Regions from separate parts of the Pan troglodytes genome. Here region 2 is linked to region 1. A link is a contact called in public HiChIP or PLAC-seq data. All regions are on one chromosome and are shown on one strand. The core of a region is the stretch at or near the end of the contact, and the rest is flanking DNA. Distances in the headings are between cores, read along the strand shown.

Region 1 (6,964 bases), core at 3,302-5,801:
TTCCAGCGGGTGGAGCTGGGCAGGCAAGAACACCGGGTATCACAGGACAAGCCCCGGGCACCTCCCCAGCGCGGGCTCAGGGGAAACGGTGACTGCGAAGGGGAGGCCTAGGGAGCAGCAGGGCCCCGCACGAGGAGGAGAGAGGTGGGGGGCGACAGCGCCTTAGGAGAGGGGTGGGGTATGCAGGATCCCAGAACCAGGCAGAGGCGCGGCCTCCCCGGGACTGGGGCTGCGGCGCTAACGCTCCAGTAACCGACTAGGGCGAGGTTAGGGGACGGTAAAATCCTGCACCCACTTCGCAGATGAGGACTTCACAGGGCGCAGGGTTTTAAGTAAAGGGTTTTAAGCAGGAAACGGCGCAGGAAAGGAGGTGTCTGCATGGTCTGAAGGCCGAAAGACCGCGGGCAGGACCAGCCTGTGTGATTTTAACCCAAAGCGATGCGACCCCCAGAGTCTCGCGGCAACGTCTGAATTTACATGGAATGGAGGGAGCCGTGCGGGGACTTTAAGGGCTATAGGAACCCCCGGACATCGGGTACGGAGGAGCAGGGGACTCCGAAACGCAGGTTTAATCTAGATAGAGGGAAACTCACGCGGCGACTAACAGCCTTCACTCCAAGAGATCTGCTTCCGGGTTTGCAAGAAACTGCCCGCGCAGTAGGCAAAGGGGCGGGTTGCGGTGGGGAAAGGCCGGGCGTTGGGAGGGACTGAGAGCATAGGGTGGGCGGGGCCGGGGCGGGGCCTGAACCCAGGAGGCGGAGGTTGCAATGAGCCGATATCGCGCCATTGCACTCCAGCCTGGGTGACAGAGTGAGACTTCGTCTCTCCTAAAAAAAAAAAAAAACAAAACTTAGGCTATCTAAAAGTTTAACCAATGGCCAGTAATATAAGCAATCATGCATATGTAATGAAGGCTCCATAACAACCCAAAAGGAGAGGATTCAGCGGAGCTTCTGGATAGGTGAACACTGGGAGGCTCCTGCAGCGTGGTGCACCCAGGGAGGGCACCAAGGCTCAACGCCCCTTCTCCCATGCCTCACCTCACTGATCCCTTCCATCTGGCTGTTCTTCTGTCAACTTTGTAATATCCTTTATAATACGTAAATCTATGTAAAGTGTTTCCCTGTATTTTGTGAGCCACTCTAGCAACTTCGTTGAACCTGAGGAGGGGGTCAAGGGACTCCTGGATTTATATCTGATCTGTAAGCACAAGTCACAACCTGTGCTTGTGACTGGCATTGAAATGTGTGCACTATTGTGGGACTGAGCCCTCAACGTGTGGGATCTGATGCCATGTCCCGGCAAAATGGAACGGAATGAGAGAACACGCACCTGGTGTCTGTGGCAGGATTGCTTGCTTGGTGTGTGTGGGAAAACCCAGTACCTCTGGGCTAACGGTAGCATTCTGTGTTGTGAGAGAACAGTAGAAGAAACTGAATCAGTGTTTCCTATATTCTTAAATACGAATATGTGAGGTTTTTTTTTTTTTTTTTTTTTTTTTTGACAAGAGTCTAGCTCTTGTCGCCCAGGCTGGAATGCAATGGCATGATCTCGGCTCACTGCAACCTCCGCCTCCCGGGTTCAAGCGATTCTCCTGCCTCAGCTTCCCGAGTAGCTGGGATTACAGGTGCCTGTCACCACGCCCGGCCAATTTTTGTATTTTTAGTAGAGATGGGGTTTTGCCATGTTGGCCAGGCTGGTCTCGAACTCCTGACCTCGTGATCTGCCCGTCTCGGCCTCCCAAAGTGCTGGGATCTCAGGCGTGAGCCACCGCGCCCGGCGTGAAGGCATTTTTGAGCAAGTTATGTCTCCCTAATTCTGTTTTATTGTACTTTTCCCTAACTAGTTATAATAGCCTCTAAATCTGTGTGGAGTTTTCAGTTTTGTGGACAATACAATAAATAGACAAATAAAAACCCAAACACAAGCTGATCTCTATAGAAGTGTTAGATATTATTTTCAACACACTAAGTGATATTCAGTATCTAGATAAGCTAAAGCACGAATGATGTCTTCTGAGGTGACAAGGTCCACAGTGGCTTTACAGAAACACTGGCCAGAAGTAAAAACTGTGATGATAATGGCAATAGCAATGACTGACTTTTCTGAACACTATGTGCAAGGCATTATTCGGAATACTTTACCTGTATTAACTCAAATGACAACATAATAGCCCATGAGAAAAAGAGCTTTTCCTGTCTTACTAGGAAACAACTGTGTCGGCCGGGCGCTGTGGCTCACGCCTGTAATCCCAGCACTTTGGGAGGCCGAGCTGGGCGGATCACGAGGTCAGGACCGGATCACGAGCCGGGCGGATCACGATGGTCACCAGGAGACCATCCTGGCTAACACGGTGAAACCCCGTCTCTAATGATAATACAAAAAAATTAGCCGGGCGTGGTGGCGGGCGCCTGTAGTACCAGCTACGCTACTCGGGAGGCTGAGGCAGGAGAATGGCGTGAACCCGGGAGGCGGAGCTTGCAGTGAGCCGAGATCGCGCCCCTGCACTCCAGGCTGGGCGAGAGCAAGACTCCGTCTCAAAAAAAAAAAAAAAAAAAAAAAAAAAAAAAGAAACTGTGTCACAGATACGCTAAGAAACTGGCCTAAGGTCCAAGAGCTAGAAATGACAGAGCAAGCCCCGAACCCAGGCATCTAAGAATTACAGTTAGGCTGAGAGCAGTGGCTCACACCTGTAATCCCAGCACTTTGAGAGCCTGAGGCAGGAGGGGTGCTTGAGCCCAGGAGTTCAAGACCAGCCTGGGCAATATAGTGAAACCCCATCTCAACAAAATAAAGACAAAACAAAAACAAAAAAACCCTCAACAATTACAATTAAACCTAAAGAATCAGTTAAGTAACAGAAGTACCATCAAAAGTGACAGGATGCCAGGTCAGGGAAACCATTGAGAACAAAGGCAAGCAACATAAACGAGAGTCTGCAGTAACGCAGGCAGACACTAGGTGGAGAACCAGACCACAGCTTACCATGAAAACACAGGGACTGCAGAATTGCAGACTGTCAACAGGAGCTCTCCTGAAGAAAAACCGGCAAACCTTCTCAGGTAACTACAAGCAAAAGCCCAGAGACGACACATTCCCAGAAAAGGCTTCAGAGGTTTCCAGAATCTCTAGTCAGGCTGAATAGAGAGGGTCCTCCCTGAAGGAAGCCAGAAATAAAAAAGTAGGACTGGCTGATAGTGAAATGCTGAGGTGCCAAGATAACAAGACATTCAAGGAGAAAAGGAAACATGATCCACACAAAGGAACAAATGAAACCACCACAAACTGACACTAAAGAAATGAAGACGTGTGAATTATCAGACAAAGAATTGAAAATAAGAGTCACAAGATGGTCAATGAATTAAGAGGAGAGCACACAAAGACAACCACAGGAAATCAGGAAAACAAGATATGAGCAAAATGAGACTATCAATATAGGGACAGAAGCTATAAAGGAGAAACAGAGAAATTTTAGAGCTAAAAAATGTAATCAGAAACGCAGAACACAGAGCCTTGGTGCTCAACGCTGCACACAGATTACAACGCCCTGGGCCACCATAGTTATTATTGAGGGTAGATCCCAACCTGACCATGGGAATAGGAATCTTGGGCAAAAGAAAGTTGAAATGGTTAAACTTATACGTTAATACGGTAAAATACGTTAAAAGGTATTTTTGCCAGCGAATGGGACAGAAGTTGAAATGGTTCACGTTGAAATGGTTATTTCTGCCAGCAGGTAGGACAGAAGAGCTGCTAGTGAGACTGAAGCAACTCTGGGTGGGGATCTGGCATCTCTGGGGGTGTCGGTTTGGGGTAGATTGAATCCAGGAAAGTTTCTGCAATTTGAATTAATTTAAGCAACTTAACTAAAAAGCCCTGAAAATGTCTGTGAAGGGTATGCAAACTAGAATGTGAAATGCAAAACTCTGCCTGGGCAGAATGTGTAAGTAATTTCAAGTCACCTCGCAACAGAACTTAATGCAATCCCCTCCCCATTCTACACCCATTGACCATGGAGGGAGAGAGTCAGCCCTGTGCACAGTTGCAGAGATTTTCATATGGTAAATACCTGGGGTGTGGAGCGAGGAGGGCTAATACCGGTGACATTAACTCTTGCTTTAGAAAAAGCAGTAACTTTTTAAAAATAGTTGAGCAACTTAAGTTTGCAACTTAGGAAAACGTCTTAGTTTCCAACAGAGATGGCCCACATAACTCTAAGGGTTTACCTTAAAATTGAAACATTAACTTAAAATAAGCAGAAAGCAAAACTGCTCCGCAGGACACGAAATAGACTTGTGTTCCCAAACCCAGAAAATAGGGACGCTCTGGGAACCAGGTGGCTGGAAACGCAGGTTCCCACCCGCCTTCCTTAGGTCCCTCCCGGCCCCGCCCCCTGCCTGTCCAGGCCCCGCCCCACCCTTCACGTTTTCTCCCCGGCCCACTCCCTGTGCCGGTCGCGCCCCGCCTAGGCCCCGCCCCTAGGCCGCCTCAGTTCCCCCCCGGCCCCGCCCCCTGCCGGTCTCTCCCTGGCCAGGCCCCGCCCCTTCCCCGCCCCCAGGCCGCCCAGTCTCCGCTGCGAGCGGTTTTCTGTAGACCCGGAAGCGGATCGCGGGGAGTGAAGGCTGCGCCGCCGAGCCTGAGTTTCGCTCTCTCTAGATTAAATCTGCGCTTCGCAGTCCCCCTTCTTCCATCCCCCGGGTCTGGAGGGGTCCCTACAGATCTTAAAATGACCACACCGCGCCCTCCACCCCAGGTAAATTCTGACGTTGCTGTGAGAATGCGGAGATCGCTTTCCCTTTGGGTTAAAATCGCTCTAAGGCTACTTCCTGAATCTGGTCTTACTGCTTTGCGCTAGGTAAACATGGCCTTTCGTGTCTTTTGCTGCCTAAAATCCTTTACCGATTTTTCTTCCCGCCACGCGGGAGGGCACTTTTTTTTTTTTTTTCTAAGACGGAGTCTCGCTGTGTCGCCCAGGCTGGAGCGCAGTGGCGCGATCTCGGCTCACTGCAAGCTCTGCTTCCCGGGTTCACGCCATTTTCCTGCCTCAGCCTCCCAAGTAGCTGGGACTACAGGCGCCCGCCACCACGCCCAGCTAATTTTGTTGTATTTTTTTTAGTAGAGACGGGGTTTCACCCGTGTTAGCCAGGATGGTCTCCTTCTCCTGACCTCGTGATCCGCCCGCCTCGGCCTCCCAAAGTGCTGAGATTACAGGCGTGAGCCACCGCGCCTGGCCGGGAGAGCACTTTTTAGAGCCCTCACCTGCAAGGTGGATTCAGGTCTATCCGGTTCTCCAAGACCTGCCCTTGTCGGCCCCTGGTGCGCAGCGCTGCAGCCTCAGTCCGGAGGGGCCGCGTCCTTACTTGGTTCTGGGATTCTGCAGACCCCACCCCTGTCCTAAGGTGCCACCTTTGTCTTTCTCACCTGAAATCTTTCTCAGGAAAGGCCTTCAGCTCCCAAGCCCCTCTAGGCAGTCACCTCCCGTGGTCGGAAGGTGAGCTGGGCTTGTCCTGTGACACTCATGGTGGAGGAGGTGACCTGGGCCTGTTCGGTGACACCCAGTATGCTTTTTTTTTTTTTTTTTTGAGAATGAGTCGCCCCCTCTGTTACCCAGGCTGGAGTGCAGTGGCGCAACCTCAGCTCACTGCAACCTCCACCTCCCAGGTTCAAGCGATTTTCCTGCCTCAGCCTCCGGAGTAGCTCTGATTACAGGCATGTGCCACCACGCCCGGCTAATTTTTGTATTTTCAGTAGAGTCGGGGCCACCATGTTGGCCAGGCTGGTCTCCAACCCCTGACCTCAGGTTATCCGCCCGCCTGGGCCTCCCAAAGGGCTGGGATTACAGGCATGAGCCACCGCGCCCAGCCAACATATAACACTTCTGACAGCAAATGTGTGGGAGTTTTTTTCCCACACACTAGGCGATTCTCCAGTATACACCAGTTGCGTGTCCTATAACTCAATTCAATTCTGACACTGTGCGCCTGGAGTTAGAGTCAGATCCAACAGGTTAAGGTCTTAGTCCCACAAGGCCAACCCCCTGCCCCGCCCCCGCCACTTCAGACGTCAGTCAAAAGTAATAGGTTGTCACCTGTCCTTAAAACTGACCTATATATTGGGGCTCCCATGACTCCCTCTTTGGGTTTAACTTGTGAGGACAGCTCACAGGACTGCTGGAAGCACTTACTTATGTTTACTGATTTTTTGTGCAGTCATTTCTCACTTCATGTTTTCTACAGGTTCTTGGAAACCGGGTCATGAATGAAATGATATACAGCAGGTCCTCAAATAACGTTGTTTTGTTCAATGTCATCATTATCATTATTATTATTATTATTATTTTGAGATGGAGTCTAGCTCTGTCACCAGGCTGGAGTGCAGTGGTGCCGTCTCTGCTCGTTGCAACCTCCACTTCCTGGGTTCAAGTGATTCTCCTGCCTCAGCCTCCTTAGTAGCTGGCATTACAGGCATGTGCTGCCATGCCCAGCTAATTTTTGTATTTGTAGTAGAGACAGGGTTTCGCCATGTTGGCCAGGATGGTCTCGATCTCCTGACCTCTTGACCTGCCCACCTTGGCCTCCCAAAGTGCTGAGATTACAGTGTGAGCCACCGCACTTGGCCATTCGATGTCATTTTTTATGTAGATGAGGAAAAAGGTTGCCATTTCACTTAAAGTTCCGGTTTCCAAGAATCTATTGATAACATCAAGTGAGGATTTGGTGTATTAATAAAGGATATCATAAAAGATACCCATGAGCAGCCAGATGAAGAGATATGTATGGTGAGGTCTGAGAATGTTCTAAGCACAGGAGCTTCTGTCCTTGTGGATTTGGGTGCACCCACCCTCCTGGCATTCAGATGTGTTTATCAACCAGACAGCTCTCCGAAGTCTATAGATCAGGAACTTTTATCGAGGCTTCATCCTGTAGGCATGAGAGATTATTAACTCAGTCTTCAGCATGCTCCA
Region 2 (6,360 bases), core at 771-3,270, 260 kb after region 1:
AGCCTAGGCAACAGAGCGAGACTCTGTCTCAAACAAAAAAAACAATGGTGGCATGCACCTGTAATCCCAGCTACTTGGGAGGCTGAGGCAAGAGAACTGCTTGAATCTGAGAGGTAGAGGTTGCAGTGAGCCGAGGTCGCCCCACTGCACTCCAGCCTATGCAAGTCTTCCTCTTATTTACAGGAAAAGTTTTCCTGTAAATAATTAGAAAGACTAAGCAACCCCAGAGATAAGACCTCCTGAGATCATTGTCCCTTTTTATGGAGTGATAAAGTAACCTTCCTTGAAGTGTATCACTCTGTCACCAATCAACTTGCTGCAACCTATGCACTGGTCTTGAATGGAAAATGTGGTGATTGTCCTAAAGCTTCTGTCTTTCCCTGTGTGTGAAACCTAAACGTCTCTACTATGGAACGCTGATCCCATTCATTTGGAGTTGATGTTTGCCAGTGGTTATCCTCATGCTTTGTGTTCAGATAAACTCTATACTTAATCATAAATTCTAAATTTTATTATTTACTGCTGACATCAGTTTCTGTCGGATTTTAGGAGCCTCACTAGAGAGGGCACCTGTCGCCATGTTGTAAAACTCACACTTGTCAAAAAAACATGGGTTAGTGTTTCTTCCCCTCCTCGGCATGAAGCTACTTAGCTGACACAGATGGTCACCTCCATTACCAAGTAGAGCCAGGATGAACTATGTGTGACCAAGGGTGTTGTCAAGTCCTCTTCCCTGAGGACTGATTAGTGTTTATCTTGAAAACATGTCCTTAATGGGTTGTATAGAACAGTGAAGTTTCTTTCTCTCTTTTCAACCTCTTAGCTGTTTGTCTGTATTTCGCATCATAATCTGGCCTAAGGCTTATTTATTAATGAAATGGTTTTAATTTCTTTCTCTATTGTCGTCGTGGAGATGATTTCTCATTGGGGGGAAGACTTTTTGTTTGTTTTCAATTATGTTTTCTCAACAATTAGAAAGTGAAGTAAAAAGTATTTGTTGGGCCAGGTGCAGTGGCTCACGCCTGTAATGCCAGCACTTTGGGAGGCCGAGGCAGGCGGATCACTTGAAGTCAAGAGTTTGAGACCAGCCTGGCCAACATGGTGAAACCCGTCTACAAAAATACAAAAATTAGCCAGGCATGGTGGCACGCGAATGTAATGGCAGGTACTCCGGAGGCTGAGGCAGGGGAATCGCTTGAACCCAAGAGGAAGAGGCTGCAGTGAACCGAGATCCCGTCACTGCCCTCTAGCCTGGGCGACAGAGAAATACGCTGTCTCAAAAGAAATAAGCAAATAAATAAAGTAATAAATCTCTTCCCCAAACGTGCTGAGACAACTAACTGAATATCCAGATGGAAAAGAATACTGTTGGATCCCTATCTCACACAATCAAAATTGTATTTTAAAACATTAAAAAAAAAAAAAAAAGGAAAAAAAGAGAGAGACGAGGAAGGAAGAGCTGCGGGAGGGGGTGTTACTTTGTCGCTCAGGCTGGCCTGGACCCCCAGGCTCAGCGATCCTCCCGCCGCTGCTTCCTGAGTAGCTGGGACCTCAGGCTCCTGCCCCCGCGCGCGCATCCCTCCCACCCCGGCGCCCCATCCAGCAGGTGGTCACCTCACTCCACCCTGGCCTGAGCACTCCGTCCCGCATCCGTGGCGGTGGCTTTAGGGAAGTCTCTGAAGTTGAGCACGGGGTGGACTTGCCCTCCTGAGTGAATGGAGAATAGAAAGGGGGAGGATTTCTATTCTGTTTTGTGGGCCGTCAGCATGAAATCGTACCTTCCGCCCAGGCAGGGCTTTGCATTTCACATTCTAGTTTGCATCCCCGTTACAGACAATTCCAGGGCTTTGGAATAGTGCCTCAACCTTACTGGCCGGTCTCGACTCCAAAACCCTAAAACAGGCGCTGGAGCGAGGGTGAGGGACTCACAGGTCCCACCCTGGCCTCGCCCTCTGCGCATTCCAAAGGGCAAAGTCTCTCCGCCTCTCGCCCCGCCCCTGCCTCGTCAGGCCCCGCCCACCTCCTCCCAGGTCCCGCCCAGGCCTGGCTTCTGTCCTGCGCAGAGATTCGCGAAAACCCGGAAGCGGATCGCGTGGAGTGACGGTCCCACGGCAGCGCGTGAGTTTGGCTCTGTGTTGTATTAAGTCTGCACTTCCCAGGTCCCTGGCGCTTCTGTACCTGGGGCGTGGGGTCCCCACAAACCTGGAAATTCTCAGCCATCTTCCTTCACCTAGAGCAAATTGAGACGACCCCGTGAGAGTCCGGGGGTCGCTTCCTTTTGTGTTTAAGGTCGCCCTGAGGCTGGTCCCGTCCCGGGTCTTTCTGCTATAGGGCAATGTATACACTTTCTATCGCGCATTTTTCCTGCTCTAAACCTTTCTCTGACTCCTCCCACCCCGCGCGTTTTGAAGTCCTCACCCAAGAGGTGGATTCTCGCCCACTTCGGCCGGTGGAGCGCAGAACCGCGGCCCCAGTCCCGGGAAGGCCGCGTCCTCTGTCTGGTCCTGGGATCCTGCAGACCCCACCCTTGTCTTAAGGCGCCCTCGCCCCCCCCCCCCACCTCCCTCCTCCTGCCGGGCCCTGCTGCTCCCTAAGTCTCCCCTCCGCAGTCACGGCTTCCCCTGAGCCCACGTTGGGGAGGTGCCCGGGGCTTGTCCTGTTGAAGGGGGCCAGCCCTTCCACACCTGTGGGTATTTCTCGTCAGGTGGGAAGAGAGACTGAGAAAAGAAATAAGACACAAAGACAAAGTATAGAGAAAGGACAGTGGGCCCAGGGGACCGGCGCTCAGCATACGGAGGACCGGCACCAGTGCCAGCCTCTGAGTTCCCTCAGTATTTATTGATCATTATTTTTACTGTCCTAGTGAGGGGAGTGTAGCAGGGCAACAGGTGGGGAGAGGTCAGCAGGAAAACATGTGAGCAAAGGAATCTATATCATGAATAAGTTCAAGGAAAGGTACTGTGGCTGGATGTGCACGTAGGCTAGATTTATATTTCTCTTCACCCAAACATCTCAGTGTAGCAAAGAGTCACAGAGCAGTATTGCTGCCAGCATATCTCGCCTCCAGCCACAGGGCGGTTTTCTCCTATCTCAGAATAGAACGAATGGAAATGGTCAGCTTTACACCTAGACATTCCATTCCCAGGGACCAGCAGGAGACAGAAGTCTTCCTCTTATCTCAACTGCAAAGAGGCCTCCCTCTTTCACTACTCCTCCTCAGCACAGACTCTTTATGGGTGTCCGGCTGGGGGATGGTAAGGTCTTTCTTTTCCCATGAGGCCATATCTCAGGCTGTCTCAGTGGGGGGAAACTTGGACAATACCCAGGCTTTCTAGGGCAGAGGTCCCTGCGGCCTTCCACAGTGCATTGTGTCCCTGGTTAATCGAGAATGGAGAATGGTGATGACCTTTACCAAGCATACTGCCTGCAAACATATTGTTAACAAGGCACACCCTGCACAGCCCTAAATCCATTAAACCTTGATTCAATACAGCACATGTTTCTGTGAGCACAGGGTTGGGGCTAAAGTTACGGATTAACAGCATCTCAAAGCAGAAACAATTTTTCTTAGTACAGATCAAAATGAAGTTTCTTATGTCTTCCTTTTCTGCATAGACACAGTAACAGTCTGATTTCTCTTTCTTTTCCCCATATCCTGTGACATGGGGTGTTCTTCCCTGCCCAGCTCCAGCCCCTTGAAAATGCGCTCCCCTGGTATGTAGCCATCTTACTCCAAACCGTCATGTGATTCTGTGGGCTAAAGGGATCAGGAGACACAGGCAGTAGAAAACCTGAGAAAGAGAAAAGAATGAGAAAGACTCATAACAGATGGCAAAGTAGAGAATGGGTGAGGGATTTGCCAAGAGACAACGAAAGTGAAAAATATATATATAAGAAAGCAGGAGGAGAAAAGCAACTGGAGACATGCAGAGAAAAGCTAAATGTACAGAGAGATGAAGGACAGCAAGGTAGGGAGAGGGGCAGCAAAGAGGGAGGCTCATCAGGGTGAGGGAGAGGAGGAGGGATTTGGAGCCAGGGCAGACAGAGCAGAGTGGTGCTGGTGGCAAGGAGAACAGAGGGAGAAGCACAGCAGGGAGGACACCTGGGGATCTAGGCTGCCAGAGAGTGGGGACAAGGGGTATAACAGGGAAGAGAGAATGTAACGCGGAGAGCAGAGGAGGCGCAGAGATGGTGTTGCGGGAATCTGAGGACTAAAGAGACTGATACGGGGGAGACAGGAGGATGTTTATTTAAGGTACGCACCGGCTCGGTGGATTTACATCTAAAAAGCTGAGCATTTCAACAAAGAGTGGGGCTTTTATAAGCAGGCTTACAGAAGCAAAATAAAAGCAGTTAATCATATAATGATAGGTCATGTCGTCTATAACATAGCATAACTTGTAGCCTTGCATAGCTGGTGGTCTTGCAGCTGCATTGAAAGAAAAGCAAGAACAGCTAAATACATTTGTTTTCTTTCTTTCTTTCTTTCTTTTTCTTTTCTTTTCTTTTCTTTCTTTCTTTCTTTCTTTCACTCTTGTTCTAAAGGGGAGGAGGTGTCTGGAGCCCATTCCTTTGGCTTCGACTTCGCAAACAGCGTTATGTTATAACTGTTCTTGAAGTGAGCTTGCTAGGCAGAGGAAAACTTGTTCTTCTCTTTTTAACCCTTGCCTTGCCTGTTACTTTTCTTGGAGTGAATGAATGCATATATTTTTTTAATTTCTGCCTGAGTTTTCTCCCTTTTATGCTTTTTATAAACAAGATTTTAATAGAAAGCATCACTATGACTTGATTATTCATGAAAAAGCAGGTTTTCTTCTTTAGGCACAGGCTGATATTTATGTGGAGCTATTAGCTGAGTGGTAGTCTGCCTAGTCACAATTGCTCCTATAGTTGATTGAATGTTCCTTAACAAGGAGAGGTAAGAGGCAAGGGAGTATTAAACCAATTCTTAGTATTTCTAGAACCACTCCTGTTAAGGTTTTGAATCGACTGAAGGAGGAAAACCAGCCTCTAAAGAGGGACTCGGGAGTCTACTTTGTCTAAGTCTGGACTGGAACATGGGATAATTTTTTTATTCTTGCAGTTATTTCTATAACAGCCTTCCTATTATCATTGATTTCTAGGCAGCAATTAGTTAGATTACACTTTCTACATACTCCTCCTTCCTGGGCTAGGAGGTAGTTGAAAGCTAATCTATTTTGGTAGATGGCATTTCTCGTTTTTGTGGCTTGCTGGGCCAGTAAGTCTAATGCATTTGCTGTTTCATTAGTGACGATTTCAAGTACTGCTTGCAACTTTATGATGCGGTTAAGCATGTAAATTGGGGTGCGGTACCTTTATGACTTATTTTGTGCCCGGGTAGCTGGCCTAGAGTACTGAATTAGTCTTTCAGGGGGCCAATCTGTGTCTTTCTAGTCTTCTATTTTTATGTCTTTTCTTATGTCTATATCTCTTTTGTTTTTTTCTTTGATTTTATTGTAGACAAGATACCTTCAAGTTTCTCCCTGTTGCAGTGGGAGTGAGAAGAAACATGGTCTAATTGTTTCAAGTACACAAGCCCTTGTCCTTTTTCCTGGCAACTGTCGGTAGGCCCTTGGTGCACACAGATCCAATAGAGACCAGAGGGTGCTTGCCAGGTATTTGGAGCTTCAAGCTGATACTATGTGTGGTTTAGAGAAGAGAAACGCGAGAATGGGTTTGGATGAGGTGATCTGGAGTCATCTTTGCCTTGCCACAAAGTTTTCTTTAGTGTTTTATTATAATATTGCTGTCTTAAACAAGTTAATTCTTCTAGTGAGTCCGTAAAAGCTCTTCCTTAGTGAGCAACACAGTTTCTCCTGATAATGGAAGTTTTTAAGAGCTAGGGGCTTAAGGCTGGGTGCAGTGGCTCACACCTGTAATCCCAGCACTTTGGGAGGCCGATGCAGGTGGATCACGAGGTCAGGAGATCAAGACCATCCTGGCTAACACGGTGAAACCCCGTCTCTACTAAAAATACAAAAAACAATTAGCCAGGCCTGGTGGTGGGCACCTGTAGTCCCAGCTACTCAGGAGGCTGAGGCAGGAGAATGGCGTGAACTTGGGAGGCGGAGCTTGCAGTGAGCCGAGATCACGCCACTGCACTCCAGCCTGGGTGACAGAGTGAGGCTGTCTCAAAAAAAAAAAAAAAAAAAAGTGCTAGGTGCATCGGTTCAGGGGAAGAGCCAGTTAGAGTTAAATTATCTTGTGACATTAACTCTTTTGCTTCTTAAGGCCATTGGTCTCCTATGTTAGTCCTTCTACAAACATAACATGAGAAAATGCTTAAGCTGCTAGCAATGTTTTCAGCTAGCCGAGCAAACAGGTTTTTAGCTAAAGGAT

What was found. HiChIP or PLAC-seq counts read pairs in DNA pulled down with a chosen protein or histone mark.
Region 2: a contact with region 1 is called in an H3K4me3 HiChIP or PLAC-seq map of stem cell-derived excitatory neurons, with 8 times the contacts expected there. The contact joins the promoter of LOC104003432 here to the promoter of LOC100610781 in region 1. A contact is called at or near these places in 1 of 7 Hi-C or Micro-C datasets (stem cell-derived neural progenitor cells) and 1 of 1 datasets of contacts at active chromatin or transcription factors (stem cell-derived excitatory neurons).

Annotation. Positions count from the first base shown.
Region 1 is chr20:56,030,301-56,037,264 of NHGRI_mPanTro3-v2.0_pri, forward strand. It overlaps LOC100610781 (zinc finger protein 665-like), which reads left to right and starts at 4,552. Exons shown (of 5, transcript XM_063802220.1): 1 at 4,552-4,753. It overlaps ZNF665 (zinc finger protein 665), which reads right to left and starts at 674. Exons shown (of 5, transcript XM_054672588.2): 1 at 594-674.
Region 2 is chr20:56,295,654-56,302,013 of NHGRI_mPanTro3-v2.0_pri, forward strand. It overlaps LOC104003432 (zinc finger protein 813), which reads left to right and starts at 2,021. Exons shown (of 6, transcript XR_010153958.1): 1 at 2,021-2,118.